Linked DNA regions of Mus musculus: regions 2 and 3 are each linked to region 1. The links are chromatin contacts, called in public HiChIP or PLAC-seq maps. All regions are on one chromosome and are shown on one strand. Each heading gives the region's core, a stretch centred on a gene start, on an enhancer-like site or on the middle of the called end of the contact. The rest is flanking DNA. Distances are from core to core; before and after follow the strand shown. Region 1 holds the start of Tha1 (threonine aldolase 1). Region 2 has its middle 13 kb from the start of Gm11734. Region 3 overlaps Cyth1 (cytohesin 1).

What was found. HiChIP or PLAC-seq counts read pairs in DNA pulled down with a chosen protein or histone mark.
Region 2: a FOXA1 HiChIP or PLAC-seq map of pancreatic cancer cells shows a contact between it and region 1. The contact joins the enhancer-like site here to the promoter of Tha1 in region 1. A contact is called at or near these places in 2 of 484 Hi-C or Micro-C datasets (embryonic stem cells and stem cell-derived neural progenitor cells), 3 of 115 datasets of contacts at active chromatin or transcription factors (embryonic stem cells, pancreatic cancer cells and stem cell-derived neural progenitor cells) and 1 of 9 other capture datasets (adipose tissue).
Region 3: a CTCF HiChIP or PLAC-seq map of large pre-B cells shows a contact between it and region 1, with 3 times the contacts expected there. The contact joins the enhancer-like site here to the promoter of Tha1 in region 1. A contact is called at or near these places in 13 of 39 promoter capture datasets (the 3T3-L1 cell line, the C10 cell line, the SN4741 cell line and 9 more), 1 of 15 datasets of contacts at CTCF or cohesin (large pre-B cells), 7 of 115 datasets of contacts at active chromatin or transcription factors (bone marrow-derived macrophages, embryonic basal ganglia, embryonic hindbrain and 3 more) and 2 of 9 other capture datasets (adipose tissue and embryonic stem cells).

The regions. Positions count from the first base shown.
Region 1 is chr11:117,871,718-117,876,273 of GRCm38.p6, forward strand. It overlaps Tha1 (threonine aldolase 1), which reads right to left and starts at 1,809. Exons shown (of 7, transcript NM_027919.4): 1 at 1,454-1,809. The coding sequence starts at 1,682. It overlaps Gm11725 (a long non-coding RNA gene), which reads left to right. Exons shown (of 3, transcript XR_001780380.2): 2 at 378-486.
Region 2 is chr11:117,534,385-117,538,940 of GRCm38.p6, forward strand. It overlaps a transcript of Gm11734 not described here. Among named protein-coding and RNA genes, the nearest start is that of Gm11734, 13 kb to the left of the region's middle. Within about 2 kb of position 2,432, at least 109 of the 459 cell types and tissues checked have an H3K27ac peak or open chromatin away from gene starts, as enhancers often do. A contact at or near this core is called in adipose tissue and pancreatic cancer cells, where this site is marked.
Region 3 is chr11:118,181,277-118,185,832 of GRCm38.p6, forward strand. It overlaps Cyth1 (cytohesin 1), which reads right to left. Exons shown (of 14, transcript NM_011180.4): 4 at 4,484-4,550; 5 at 4,105-4,223; 6 at 3,696-3,776; 7 at 2,606-2,718; 8 at 1,489-1,637; 9 at 944-1,055. Among named protein-coding and RNA genes, the nearest start is that of Gm38514, 46 kb to the left of the region's middle. Within about 2 kb of position 2,760, at least 17 of the 459 cell types and tissues checked have an H3K27ac peak or open chromatin away from gene starts, as enhancers often do. A contact at or near this core is called in hematopoietic stem and progenitor cells, where this site is marked.

The DNA.
Region 1 (4,556 bases), core at 559-3,058:
AGAATCAGCAATTCCTCGGGCCACTGTACCGTGGCACACAGTTCGTGTGTACTTGTTACAGGGTTTGATAGAATAGACCTGTGATTCCAGTACTCTGCTGAAGCAGGAGGATAACTGAGTTGGAGGGCCGCCTGAGCTATACAGCAAGACCTTATCTTAAGCACTTCTCTCCGAAAAGGTACATTTGCTCGGATGAGAAATGATGGTCCTGTGGGTGGGGCTTGGAGTCTGTGATCTTGGTAACCACGTGCCACAGCCAGAGGCCCCTCTGTCAGTCCTCCTGAGCCACAGTCCCCGCCCCAGGCCACCGAAACTCCCTTGTGGTTTGAAGCCCCTTTCCCACCCAGACCTCACACCTGTTTTTCTCCCTTTCCCAGAAGCCCCGGCAGGTGAGGCCTTGTGGTTTCCCTGTGGACTTCCTCTGCACATCACCACGGAAGAAGAGCCTCTGGGGAGCGGGCAGGGCACAAAGAGTGCAGCTGGCGGGTGAGTGGATGGCCTGGGTAAAGGCCATGGTGGCTCTCCTGTCTGTGACACAATGCTCAGTGCTAAAGTGATCTAGATTCTGTCCCCAGAGGACACATACCCGTGTCTCCCTGAGCCCTGTGTGCGGTCGGGGATGAGTTCTGCTCGCTCCTCCTCCCAGCCCCTGGTTCACCCTCCTCAGACTCCTGTCGAGGCCAGGACCTCCCAGCCTTGATGTGGTGACCTGTTTACACCAGGTGCCTGCTGAGAGCAGTGTAGCTCAGCATCTTTGAAGTTCCTGGTAATATCTTGTTGTCAAGAGATTCTAGATCAGCCCCAATCACCCCTGGGTCCACAAAGGTCAAGTGTGATCTCTGGTGTATCTCTGGATCTCTAGTGCACACACAGCAGCACTAGAGGTCCACCTTAGCAGTGACTATTGACCCCGGGTGGGCTTTGGTTTGCTGTCTCCTTAACGCGCTGCACTCCCTAGATATGAAATTCTGCACCCCCCCCCCCCCCCTGTGAAGGAGCAGCGAGCACTTTCTTTGCTGGATTGATTTTGTCTTTGTGAAGTCAGCCAATGAATGAAGGAGAGTAGTTAGCCCTCCTTGTAGTAAGACCTGTCTCAAACCCTGGTTCTTCCCTGTTCCTGATGTGGGTCCTTGAACTCCTCTCTGCCCATCTCGGGGTCTTGCTTTGCCAAGTCTGGACAACACCCATCTGGGCAATTGGGTGACAGTGGGCAGAAATCACCAGGTGGTCCTGTTAAAATGCAGATTCTGGCTCCCCAAGTCCATTGTGGAGCTCAAGAGTCTGCATTACCAGGGATCTCTCCGAGAAGGAACAAGAACGCAGAGTGCACCACTGAGCGTCCTCAAATGTCAGCGAGGCACCCCTCTGCGTCCGTGCTGTCCTGTCAGAACCACGGACAGCGTCCCGGGGTCACCGCAACGACCCCTGCCCCGGGCCTGTTCGCCGGGCTCACCGTGGACCGTAGGGTCTTCGCCGTAATCATCGTCTCCTACAACCGCTTCGGCCATAGCGCGCCTCATGGCCGGCCCTGGCCGGGTCACCGTGTCGCTGCGTAGGTCCACCACGTGGGCTGGGACCCCCGCCCAATTCCTAGACCACTGAGCCCAGGGCACCCTGAGCCCCGGGACCGTGGCCCGGAACAGGCTGCGTAGCATGGCGGCCCGGAACAGGCTGCATAGCATGGCTGTGGCACTCGTCTTTCTCGGCCGCAGGAGCGGAGGACAGTCTCTTCCGTGCCAGCGGGGAACCCGTGTAACTGGACTCTTCTGACCCCGCGCGGACCTGAACTGGGCAAGCCCGGGGCACTATGGGAATTGTAGTCCTCTCTGGAGTTTTATACATTATTCGAGCCCCGCAGCATGCTGAGAGTTGTAGTTTTTGTGTTCCGTTGTTCCAAAGGCTAGGAGATTTTGGAATGACAGTTCCTTACTTTGCTGAGTGGGAAACAAAGCTGAGGTCCGGGGATTTTAGCGTGTACATGGTACTGCTCGTGGCACTGCAGATTTAACTTAATTAAGCGTCTCAGCCACTCTGGGAAACACCTGGGTGTTTGGGAATGGAACTCAGGTTCTCTTCATAATCAGTTCCATGCCTCTGAGCCACCTCTCCAGTCCCTCACGGTCCTCATTTTACACCCGAGGAAACAGGCTGCAGACACTGATGTGAAGTCCAGGAATCAAGTATGGTACCGTGTTGCCCATAAACAGTAGCTTTCAACCACTGGAGTCTTTTTAATTTTTCTCCTTAAAAATTAGTTCTGGCCGGGCAGTGGTGGCGCACGCCTTTAATCACAGCACTTGGGAGGCAGAGGCAGGCGGATTTCTGAGTTCGAGGCCAGCCTGGTTTACAAAGTGAGTTCCAGGACAGCCAGGGCTACACAGAGAAACCTTGTCTCAAAACAAACAAACAAACAACAAAATTAGTTCTGAACTCACTGGGTAACCTAGTTGACCTTGAACATCTGACCGTCCTGCTTGGGAATTCAAGTGTGTGCCACCATGCCCAGTTTACGCTGTGCTGGGAACTAGATTTAGGGCTTTGTAAGTGCTAGGCAAGCATGCTACCAAATGGGATACATTCCCCCTCCCTCCTCTCCCCTCCTCCTCCTCCTTCCCCCTCCCCTTCCCCTCTCCTCTCCCCAAATTCTTCTTTTAAATGAATTTAAAGCTGGGAGGTGGTGGCACACACCTTTAATTCCAGCACTGGGGAGGCAGAGGTAGGCGGATCTCTGAATTCGAGGCCAGCCTGGTCCACAGAGTTCCAGGACAATCAAGGCTACACAGAGACCCTGTATGGGGGGGGGGGGAGATTTAAAACTTTAAAAATCATATGTGTGGGGTGGGGAGTAGATACACATGAGTGTAGTTACCTACTGGGGCCAGAAGAGGGCGCTGGACAACCTGGAGCTAGAGTTACAGAGTCTCCAAGAGACTGTATGGGTTTGTGTCTGCCATCTCTCTAGGACATATGGGAAACGGAGTTTTGGAGGTATCTAGAAATCTTTCTTTTTCCTATACCATTGGCTTGGAGAGACAAGGTGCTTCCATGGAAGTCATGCCCAAGAGCCCTGTGACAGAGCACCTAGCTAGTAAGCATGTGATCCTTAGATTGATTCCTCAGTACTGCAAAAGGCAGGCATGGTGGCTCATGCCTGTAATCTCAGTCCTTTGGGGCGGGGTGGGGTTGGGGGAGGCGGGAGGATATTTGAGACTTTCAGGCCAATCTGTACTAAAGTGAGACTCTGTTTCAAAAAATTAAAATTAAAAAGAAGGAACATAGATAGCATTTGCCCGCTCCCAATAGTGTGTCAGCAGACAACTTGTGGCCATGGTCCCTAACTCTGGTGAGGATCAGAAGCTGCGCTTGTCCAGCCTGGCTCGTGGGAAGTGCTGCTGTTTATCCTGACGTTGGAACTGCAAGGCCCTGGAACTTGGTTCTTCTATTGTGGGATACACTCTGCCTTACCAGGGCCAAGGGGTGACCTTTCCCCATACAGGGAGGTTGGGAACTCAGCCCTGCTCAGCTGCTTCTGTTTCCAAAGTGTGGGTCCCAGTTGTCTGTCTACGGTGTCTATTGGGAGCAAGTTGCTCTGAGCAGGGCTTGTTGGAGCAGAGGCCCTGGTCTAACACGGCGGTGTCTCTCGGATGCAGACTGTGCCTCCTCTCTGTCATTTGCCTTCTTTTAGCCGTGTCTGTGGGTGGCATGTTGGAAAGGAGCAGCCAGGCAGGCTTCCTGGAGGAAGCATCAGTCTTTGACAGCAGGTAATGGAGGAGGAGAGACTGACTTGCATAGGAGACAACATGGGCCACAAGGAGGTGGTGTACCCGTTGGAAGTCCAGGGGGCTAGGAAAGTGGGGAGGAGGGGCAGCCCCAGGCCACCTGTAGGAGCAGAGCCAGTTCTAAGGGACTCTTTCTCCTCTCCCAAACACCTAGCAGAGCCATCCTAAAAGCATGCAGAAGTCAAGTGCGGCAGGCCTGGGACCCCCAGCTAATAGAAAGGCCCCCTGCCTCACCAGAGCAGGGTGCTCTGGCCCTGACCCACACGCTCTGCCTGATTCCCGAATTCCAGTCCTTAGAAAACAAACCCTTATCTCATTGTCTGGCTCCAGGCTTCTGCTGGGAAATGGGGGGCGGGGGCAAAGGCTCCATGGGAGGGGGGTGGATGGGCTGGGAGCAGCCAAGGGAACTCTCAGGGGAGAGAGGGGACAAAAGAGCAGCAAGACACCTCCCTTCGATGGCAAGAGCAGAGAACAGCCACCTGCTTGTAACTCTCTCAGAGACAGCAAGGCCTTCCTGACTCACCCTGTCAGTCCTTAAGCGTCTGTGAGGAGGGGAACAGGACAGGTGGCTTGAGAACTCCCTTCAGGTGACAGCTTGGCCCCTAGCTTTTGTCCTTCCCAGGTGGCCTGTCTCCCCACTGAGGCACACTCTTCTGGGAGAGCAGATGGGATGTGTGCAACCAGGTGTGTTTAGAGGAGACCATACCAGAGCTCAGCCTGGACCTGTCTGTCTGTCTGTCTGTCATATTCTCTCTCTCTCTCATGTGTGTGCCTATG
Region 2 (4,556 bases), core at 1,182-3,681, 340 kb before region 1:
CAGGCCTGACTCTCAGACAAGGACAGGCTGTGACATGCGCACACACCTCCTCCATTGTATTTCTTGACACTTAGCCATGTTCTTAGAGACAGTCTGACCAACTGACAGGCAGACAGACGGACAGACAAGCAGCAAGGGCACCTCCACATCACCTTTTTCAAGATTATTAGTGGCCTTAGCAGGGAGTTGGCAGTGGGCACTCCCCACAACAGATAGGCAGCAGTACCCACTGAGCCTGGTGAGCCTGGGGGTGCTCCCCTCCTCTCCCCTCCTCTCCCCTCCTCTCCCCTCCTCTCCCCTCCTCTCCCCTCCCTCTCCAGCATTTGGATACACAGATTTGTCCCAGGCTACATCTTAGAATTGCCACCAAGGACGGTCTACTCTGGATCCCAGGAGTTTCTTGGTACATACTGGGTGACCTCTGAGCCATGTGCAACAATAACCAAATGTCCCTTCCTGTCTACAAACAGAGTGGAAGCATTGGTTCCACTCTGGCCACATAATGGATTTCTCCAACCCAGCCAGCCTGGATCTATCTCACAAACACTTGAAAGTGAGAGGGACTCCAGGCTGAGATGGATGCAGAGGGTTGAGGATCACTGCTTCCGGTCGGTCGGTCGCTGCCACTCCCAGGCACTGAATGTCTCTGTCTGTTCCTGCTTGGCAGGCTCTGTGCTGGGTGCTTTGACACATGGGCACACTGCCCACTGCAGATACCTCCGTGAGGGATACGAGGCAGCCCGGGCTGTCTTCAGGCATTGTGCCCAGTGTGGAGGCTTAGGAAGGCGTTTTCAGATGGAGGCAGGAACTGGGCCGACACCCTGTGCTTGGAAGAGGTGGGAAGTGGGTGCCACTGTGTTAAAGGGTTTTAAAGCTAAGCACATGGAACAGGGGAGGACATGCCAGACCTGTGTGGCTCCGAGGTGGGTGGAGGGTGGGAGGGCTCACTGTGGCTGGTGCTTGGTAAAGTTCGAGACAGGCTGGAGAGATGGGGTTAAGGAAGGCAGGAGGCACCCTGGCCACCACACTCTGCTTGTTCTCCATAAGCAGTGGGAGCTACAGGACTCTGAATAGGGAATGAGCCACACTTAACTTCTCTACAAATTGATCTGGCAGACAGAGAGACAGGGTGTAAAATGGCTAACACCAAAGGGACAGTTGGCAGCCTGAACTAGGAGGACACTGAAAGAGTGTGTGAGATGTGCTCATTGACACATCAGACATGGGGATCTGGGAAGAGCCAGCACTCTGTCCTCCACGTGGTAGCTTCAATAGCCACAGCTGGGTCTCTGTGGATCCTGGAGACAGAGCTTCTGTCAATGAGATTAACACATCTCTGGACCAGGGCAGCCCTTCAGTATCCAAGTTCCCACTGACCTCTAGCTGGCTGTCAGGACAGCCCAGGGCAGCAAAGGGAAGCCACTGCTGACTGAGACGGCAGGTCAACCCCAGCTAACTGGCTAAATAAAGCCAGAGTGGTAATAATGATTAAATTGAAGCACCTCATTAATTTCACGGGAGAGGTGGGCAAACACAAGGTGACACGTTCCCCCCAAGACTCATTGTTTGCCTGGCCCCAAGACGTCCCCACGTGATGTCTGGTTAAGTCTAATTTAAGTACGTATATTTAATGGCTCAGTAAGTAAAATTGTGGTTATTGTTTGGAGTGGTTTGTACAATAATTTATGGGCTTGGCTGGCTCATTGATGGGTGTCTATGATGAAGTGGGTGGCAGCTGTGAAGAGGGCTTCTGAGCAGCTTGGGGAAGGAGGGAAGACTGATTCAACCCCAGTGTGCAGACCAGCGAGAGAAGACTGCCCCCAACCTGGAGACACCAGGGCCTCGTGTGTGGCCTTGGACATCCCAGAAGACCCAGAGGGTCTTAGCTCTCAATAACCACAACCTGTCCTGAGTGAGCCAGGGGAGCCAGAGTGCTGGCCTACTATGTGTGAGACCCTGGGCTCAATCCCCAGCATCCTGGTAGCTCATCCCTATAATCCCAGAACCCAGGAGGGGCAAATAGAAGGATCAGAAGTTCTAAGTCCTCTTTGGTTACAGAGTAAATTTTAGGTTAGAGACCCTGCATCATAAAGAAGGAAGTGGGGAGGAAGAGGGCCAGGGGAAGGAAGGGGGAAGGAAGGGGGAGGGGAGGGGAAGAGGAGGGGGCAAGGAGAGGGAAAGAAGGAGGGAGAGGGGACAAAGAGAGGGGAGAGGAAGGGGAGGGACCAGGGAGAGGGAAAGGGGGAAGGAGCGGAGAGGGGAGGGGGAGGGGACAGGGAGGGAGGAAGGGGAAGAGGGGAGGAGGAGGAGGAGGAGCCTCTGGGATGGAGCATCATAAGCAGGCACAATTCCAGGTACTTTCCATGCACTTGTGCCTGTAGCCAGCATGATTCATCCCCACCAGCTCTGACCAGCTCTGCACTCTGCCTTGCCCTTCCAGCAGTTTCCTAGTCTCCAGCACAATCCCTGCCCTGAACACTTTTCCTGAGAGAGTCTGAGAGAGCACGGCCAACCAGTTCTGATCCAGGACCCTGGATCAGAGGTGGGCCCTGGGGTCTGTGGAGGAGGATGACGGATATCTAGTTCATCCACCTCACAAGGATGAGGCTGAAAGTGGGGTAGAAAGAGAAGCATTGTTGGCTGCCCTTGGGCTAATGCTGTCTTGGCCAATAGTGATCTGAGTCCTGGGGCTTCCTGCAGACCAAAAGAGGTGGAGTCTGATGCTGATGGGGTGGAGTCTGATGCTGATGGGGTGGAGTCTGATGCTGATGGGGTGGAGTCTGATGCTGATGGGGTGGAGTCTGATGCTGATGGGGTGATCCCTTCCAGCCTCCATGTCTAGAAGGAGCTGCTAAGGACCCCACTGAGCCCCTCCTCGGTCTGAGTCTGGCTCAGTAATACACCATTTCCATCCCTACCCTTCTCCCCACCCCTCCCCTTCCAGTGATTGTCCCTAAGAGGGTAGCTCTAAATAAGCGTGGCTACCTCTCCATTATCCACGGTGGAAGAAGCACTTTGTAGATAATCTAAAGCTATTTCCCGCTTCCAGACCAGCATTGCTGTGCCCACAAAATCCTCCCTGCTCCCCCATCCAAACGGGGACACCCGAAGGAGATGCCGGCTTGTCTGCAACTTGGCCTCAGAAAAAAATGCATTTTGCATAGCTAAGCTCAATCAGGATTCTCTGCAAAGGCCTGTGGCTGACAGTAGATGGGGCTTGGAGCGCCAATGCATCCCCTATGCCCAAAGACTGCCTAAATCACCGTTTCAATGTTGTCTCCTGTGTCTCTGTCAAGCAATCCTGCCCCTGAGAGCTCCCCCAGAGCTCTTCATTCAAAGGATAGAGGGGATATACACACACACACACACACACACACACACAGGTCCTTCTGCTAGCCACCCCTTTTTCCTGTCTCTGTCCAGTGCCGCATGACTGGCAGCATCCTCTTGGCAGCACCCTGGATCAAAACCTAGGCAAAAGTCTCGATGCCCGTGGTGGTGCATATCTATAATCCTAGAGGTAAGGTAGGAGAATCGGAAGTTCAAGGCCATCCTCAGCTACGTGATGAGGCTAGCCTGGGCTGAAGGAGACCTTGTTTCCAAACAGAAATACAACTAATAAAAGGTAAAGGGTTAAAGATCAACTTTGAAAGGGCCACTCTTGCCACAGCCTTCTGAGCCAGAACCGAGGCTGACAAGGACTGGTATGGGCGAGGGAAGAGGATTCAAGAGAGTGCTGCAGGTGGGAATGTGAGACACAGCAGCTGAGCAAAGATAGAATAGAAAAGGATGGGGCTGGAGAGATGGCTCCACAGGTAAAGGAGCTTGCGGCCAAGCCTGTGGACCTGAGTTCAAGCCCCAGGATCTATGTGGTAGGAAGAGAGAACCAACCAACTCCTAAAATGTGTGTCTGTCTTATCTCCATGGTACATGTGCTCGCTCTCTCTCTCTCATAAACACACACACACACACACACACACATGTATATGCATGCTCACAAGAAAGTAAATAAACATGAGAACTGAAAATTTAAAAAAGCAGGGAACTCTATGTCACGTATGTTTTAGCACAATTAAAAAGTATAGCTCCCACCCCGGCCCTAGAAGAGAGAATCAACATTGGGATTATAAATGTTTACCGCCATAATTCAAGAAGGCCAGTGAAGACACATGTGAATAGTCGGACTCTTTTTCAGGCCCTCTATGGAGCCCTGGTTGGGGGAAGCCAAACTGCTACTAATAAAATAATAATATTAAACAGCTGTGGGAATAAGATCATCTCTCAGGCTCACACGTGGATAACCGAGAGTTAACTCTTAATAAAATAATAAAACGTAGGAGCTGTGGGAATACAGAGTCCCTCCGAAGACAACTGCCAGAGACCATATCCATAAAGTAATCACTCCCTTTTTTATTCCCTCATTTTACTGAACAAGACATAACTGTAGCCAGGCTGTTCCTGAATTTCTAGGGGGAAGGTAACTGTCAATCAAGATGAAGCATGTGACCATTTGTGGGTGTCCCAGCCTGACAAGCGGGTCCATATGGTCTGTGAGT
Region 3 (4,556 bases), core at 1,510-4,009, 310 kb after region 1:
CAACACAGTTTTGGGCCTTTTAAAGGAAATGTCAATCCTCTGCTATCTGGATGAGTTAGCAACAGAGGGTGTGTCAGTAGCTCTACTGGATGCTGTCAGTCATGGCCAAGAGTGGGAGGACTACTTATCACAGGTCGAGTAACCAAATGGAAGAGGAGCGGGTCTCTTACAACATCTGCCCTCCTGATACGGGAAGGCCAAGGCAGAAGGGTACTGGAACACGCTCTCTAGTGGTCAAAAAGCCTCCACACTTTCATGTGCAGAGAGCTCAGTGACCTGTCTATGTCTGACGATTAATAAAGCAGACAGAGGTGGACATGTGCGTGCATGAGAACCCACTGATTGCTATTTGGCTACTTTGTCACCTTCCTAGCAAGGCATGACCATAAATCTTAACAATACAGGCTCACTTCTGGCAGAGGGAAGAGAAGCGCACTGCAGCTCTTTGAATGACACAATCATTACTGTGACTGGTTGGTGGTTGATTGGGACTGCGAGGGGCCAGAGCATGAGGAAGAGTGCTGTGGATTGTGCTGCAGCCAAGGGCTCTAGGTTTGCCATGCACACTGCCTGTGGGAGCCAGATGCAGAGGGAAGTGATGATGCACTGGGTGGGCAGGAGTGCCAGGGTAAATCTGGAATGGGAATAGAGAGATGGATATGGCTGCTTACCCACCCAAGGGTCCAGGTCCCTGGAAAGTGCCTCAGGGAGTATGGCTGCCTACTTGGGACTGGTCACACAGTGCCCAGATACATAAGGACAATGTTTGTAAGGGCAGAGTCTGTGTCCAGGAGTCTGTTCTGTGGTGACTGCTTGTCAACAGCTCCAGAATGGTATGGAGGTGGACTGCTGTGACCTGCCCGCTTCCCCACCCCCCAGCCCTGTGTGCACATAGCCTTTCCTCCTAGGCTCTGTTGCAGGCCCAGCTGGGGGAGGGACTTACCGAGCTTGAGCAGCCAGCCCTCTCGGTCTGGATTGAAGAAAGTGTGTGTGAGGTCATTCCCATCATCTTCGGGGATTTTAAAGGGCTCGTTTTTGATGCTCTCATAGAGATTCTGGATAAAAGACCACACTGCATGTCTGATTCGAGAAGTGCCTGTCCTTCCTCCCTTCCTCTCTACTCAGTCCACAGGTAGTCTCTGTAAGGCACAGAGACTAGAAAAGAACATGGCCATTCTCTGCTTTCTAGCAGCTCACAGGGACAAAAATAAGATGCCTGGTGGATAATTAAGGAAAAAAGAAATAGCTGCCTGGAGCCTACTCAGGCCTCTCAGCCTGGAGCCTACTTGAGCCTTTAATTTTCAGTTTCAGATTTAGAAGCCACCTCCCATCCTGATTCTCAGCTGGCCTTTGTGAAATTCACATATTTAAATGAATTAAGTGATCAGGCACTCAGCAAGTTATCCTTCTGTCTCCTCTCCTATGATCCGGATCCCGTTCGAGTGCATGCTTTGCCAGCTGACATGAAGTGGCTCTGGCCCTGCTCACCCGGAGCAGCTCCTCCGGCAGGTCTCCTCCGTCGTTGATGCCTCGGTTCATGGCGATGAATCTCTCCACCGTAGGCTTGTCTTTGACATTGGGGTTGTGTAGGCTGGTGTTCAGCATTATGATTGCGAAGGACAGGACATAGCAGGTGTCTAGAAAGAGGAGACCAGGCTGTGAGAGCAGAGGAGACAGCTACCCAGGACAGGAGACACTGGCAGGAAGAGCAGATGAGCCAAGTGTACATATGTTCCCAGGCTTATGTTCCTGGAAGGGGCAAGGCACATGACCTCACTAAAGACACTCATTCTATTTTTCAGATATAAAAGAACAGGAAAACAATAAAACGGCTGGGAGTAGTGGAGCATGACGTTAGCCTCCATACTCAAAAGGCATATTTCTGTGAGTTCCAGTACAGCCTGGTCTATAAAAGGCCAGCTAGGGCTATACAACAAAATCTCAGACCAATACAATGTATCAAAAAGAAAAAATTAACTGCAATTCTATTTAGTAATAATTTGGTCTGCTTTATTTCTTCTGTATAAATGTGCCTATAAAATCACTTTACAGACACTATAATGCACTATCACCCGAGCATATGTATGAGATAGATACATACACAGGGGATAGGTATATACATTACACACACATATATATGCTTTTTTGTTAATCTTATCATTTTCCCATGCCAATATCTTCATAAGAACATAATATTTCTTTCTTTTTAAGGCAAGGTCTTGCTTAAGTAGCCTAGCTAGCTATATTCATAAATTTGCTTTTGAGACAGAGTTTCTCTGTGTAGCCCTAGCTGTCCTGGTACTTGTCCTGAAGACCAGGCTAGCCACAAACTCAGAGATCTGCCTCTTGAGTGCTGGGATCAAAGGCTACCACTGCCCAGTGTTAAGACATCTTTAATAGTTATATGCTTTGTAATTCTGAACCCAGTGCTGCACACACATGAGGCAAGCACTCCTCCACTAAGCACACCAGGTGTAGTGCTGGTCTTCTGGATACGTTCAGTCTTTCCAGGTTGTACACACCAGTAAGTAACTGTTCTTGGAATGGACTCAGCCTCTTGTCCTAGCTCTCCCTCCCCGACTCACACAGAGGCTCCCTCCCTCACCTGTAGACTGGAACACCCCAGTATTGCACTGACAGTACCGCTGGGCAAAGGCCTCCATCATCCGGTCAATCTTCTGGGCCTCTCCAGGGAGCCGGAAGCTCCACAGGAACTGCCTGAGGGTGAAGACAGGAGCATTGTTTTGACCAGTTTTGCTGCTAGTGTGGCAGTTAATAACACATGGGGAAGGAAGTGGGGGCTTCAGAAACTGAACAGAAGCAAATGTAACCACTGTGGCCTTAAATGAACTGAGAAGCCAAGAAGAACAGCCCCACTTTAGAGCAACACACAAAAGTGAAATACAGATCTTAATCATTTAAAATGAACTCTAAAGGAAGAATTCATTCAGGGCAGTCACTATGGAACCCTGTAAATCATATGGGACCACAGCCACAAGGTTAGTTCTGCAACACTGCATCATTAAAAAATCAGAGTTCAAAAAAAAAAAAATCTTAGGATTTATATCCACGGCAGAAAAAAAATGGCTTTAAAGGGCACAAAACAAGCTTGGTTTAAAAGCTGAAGCTGAAGCCAGTGGTGGTACATGCCTTTAATCCCAGCACTTGGGAGGCCGAGACAGGCGGATTTCTGAGTTCGAGGCCAGCCTGGTCTACAAAGTGAGTTCCAGGACAGCCAGGGATACACAGAGAAACCCTGTCTGGAATACAAAACAAAATAAACAAACAAAAAAGCTGAAGTTGAGCCATGTGGTGGTGGTGCACTTGGGAAGCAGAAGCAGGAGGATATCTTGAGTTTGTGGCCAGCCTGGTGTATAGAGTTCCTGGACAGCCAAAGCTACAAAGAAAAACCCTGTCTCCAAGGGGAAAAATGATAGTTGATTTTTTCCTTTCCTTTTCTTTTCTTTAACGAAATACACAGCTACCTAGTTTAGGGTAAGAAATGAAAGGGTTTTCTATTGTGAAGAGTAGAAATAATTTCAGTATTTAAGGACAGATCAGTCTGTCCACTCCCAAGACCAAGAAGCAGTCCTAGTGAATGCTATTCCACGCAGGCATGTACATGGCCTTCCTGAAAACTACTTCAGGACAGTCACAACCACCCTGCCCTACGGTGCCCGGTTGACGACACCCACCGCAAGGCCTGGACGAGGTTCAGGTCGGTGAACTCGTGCAGTTCCACAAACGCATGCAGGACCTGGATGCTGAACTCATCCCTACAGGAGACAGACAAGAGTGAGGAGCACACGTCGGACCCTGACACTGACCAAGACCCATCCTGAGCCCAAGCAGATGGCATCCCCAGAGTCCCAGCCCATCAGACCTCTCAGCCTGGCCATGCACAGTCACGAGGCTGTTGGCCTGGCTCTGTTTGCTAACTAAACAAGCAAGGCACCTCTACGCCCCTGGACAAGTAAGGTAATCCCTCCACTCAGCGCCATTGTGGCTCTGGCTGCCCTGGTACCACAGTCACCCACCCCATGGACTTAGGCAGCAGGGAGCTTACTTCTTCCACTGGCTCTGACCCAGCTCTAAGGGCCTCACCTCTCCCCAAGGTAGTCGCCGATGGCTGTCTTGTTGAGCCCCTCCCCTTTATACAGGAACTGGGCGATGTCCTCACAAGTGTTCTTCAGCAGGCCATTCTCGATTAAGAACTGGATCCCCTGCACAAAGGTCAGAAAGAGCAGTGATGCTGGCCTGTGGAGGCTGGAAAAATGAGTGCAGACCTGGAGCCTGAGCCAGTAAACCCCCACCAGTGAACATAGGGATGGGGGGACTTAAGTTAGAAATCAGAGCCCCAGACTCAAGAGCATGAGGGTAACCACCTGACACTTACTCCAGAGAACAGCAACTTAGAGTCCTGGTCCCCACTGCTCCACCCCCACTTAATACTCCGGCCACTGTCACTTCATTTTCTGCTTACCTTTTTAGGATCCATGTTAAATTTCTTTCTGCCCATGGCTACCTGTTTGTTCCTCTGCATGTTTTTCCTGAAA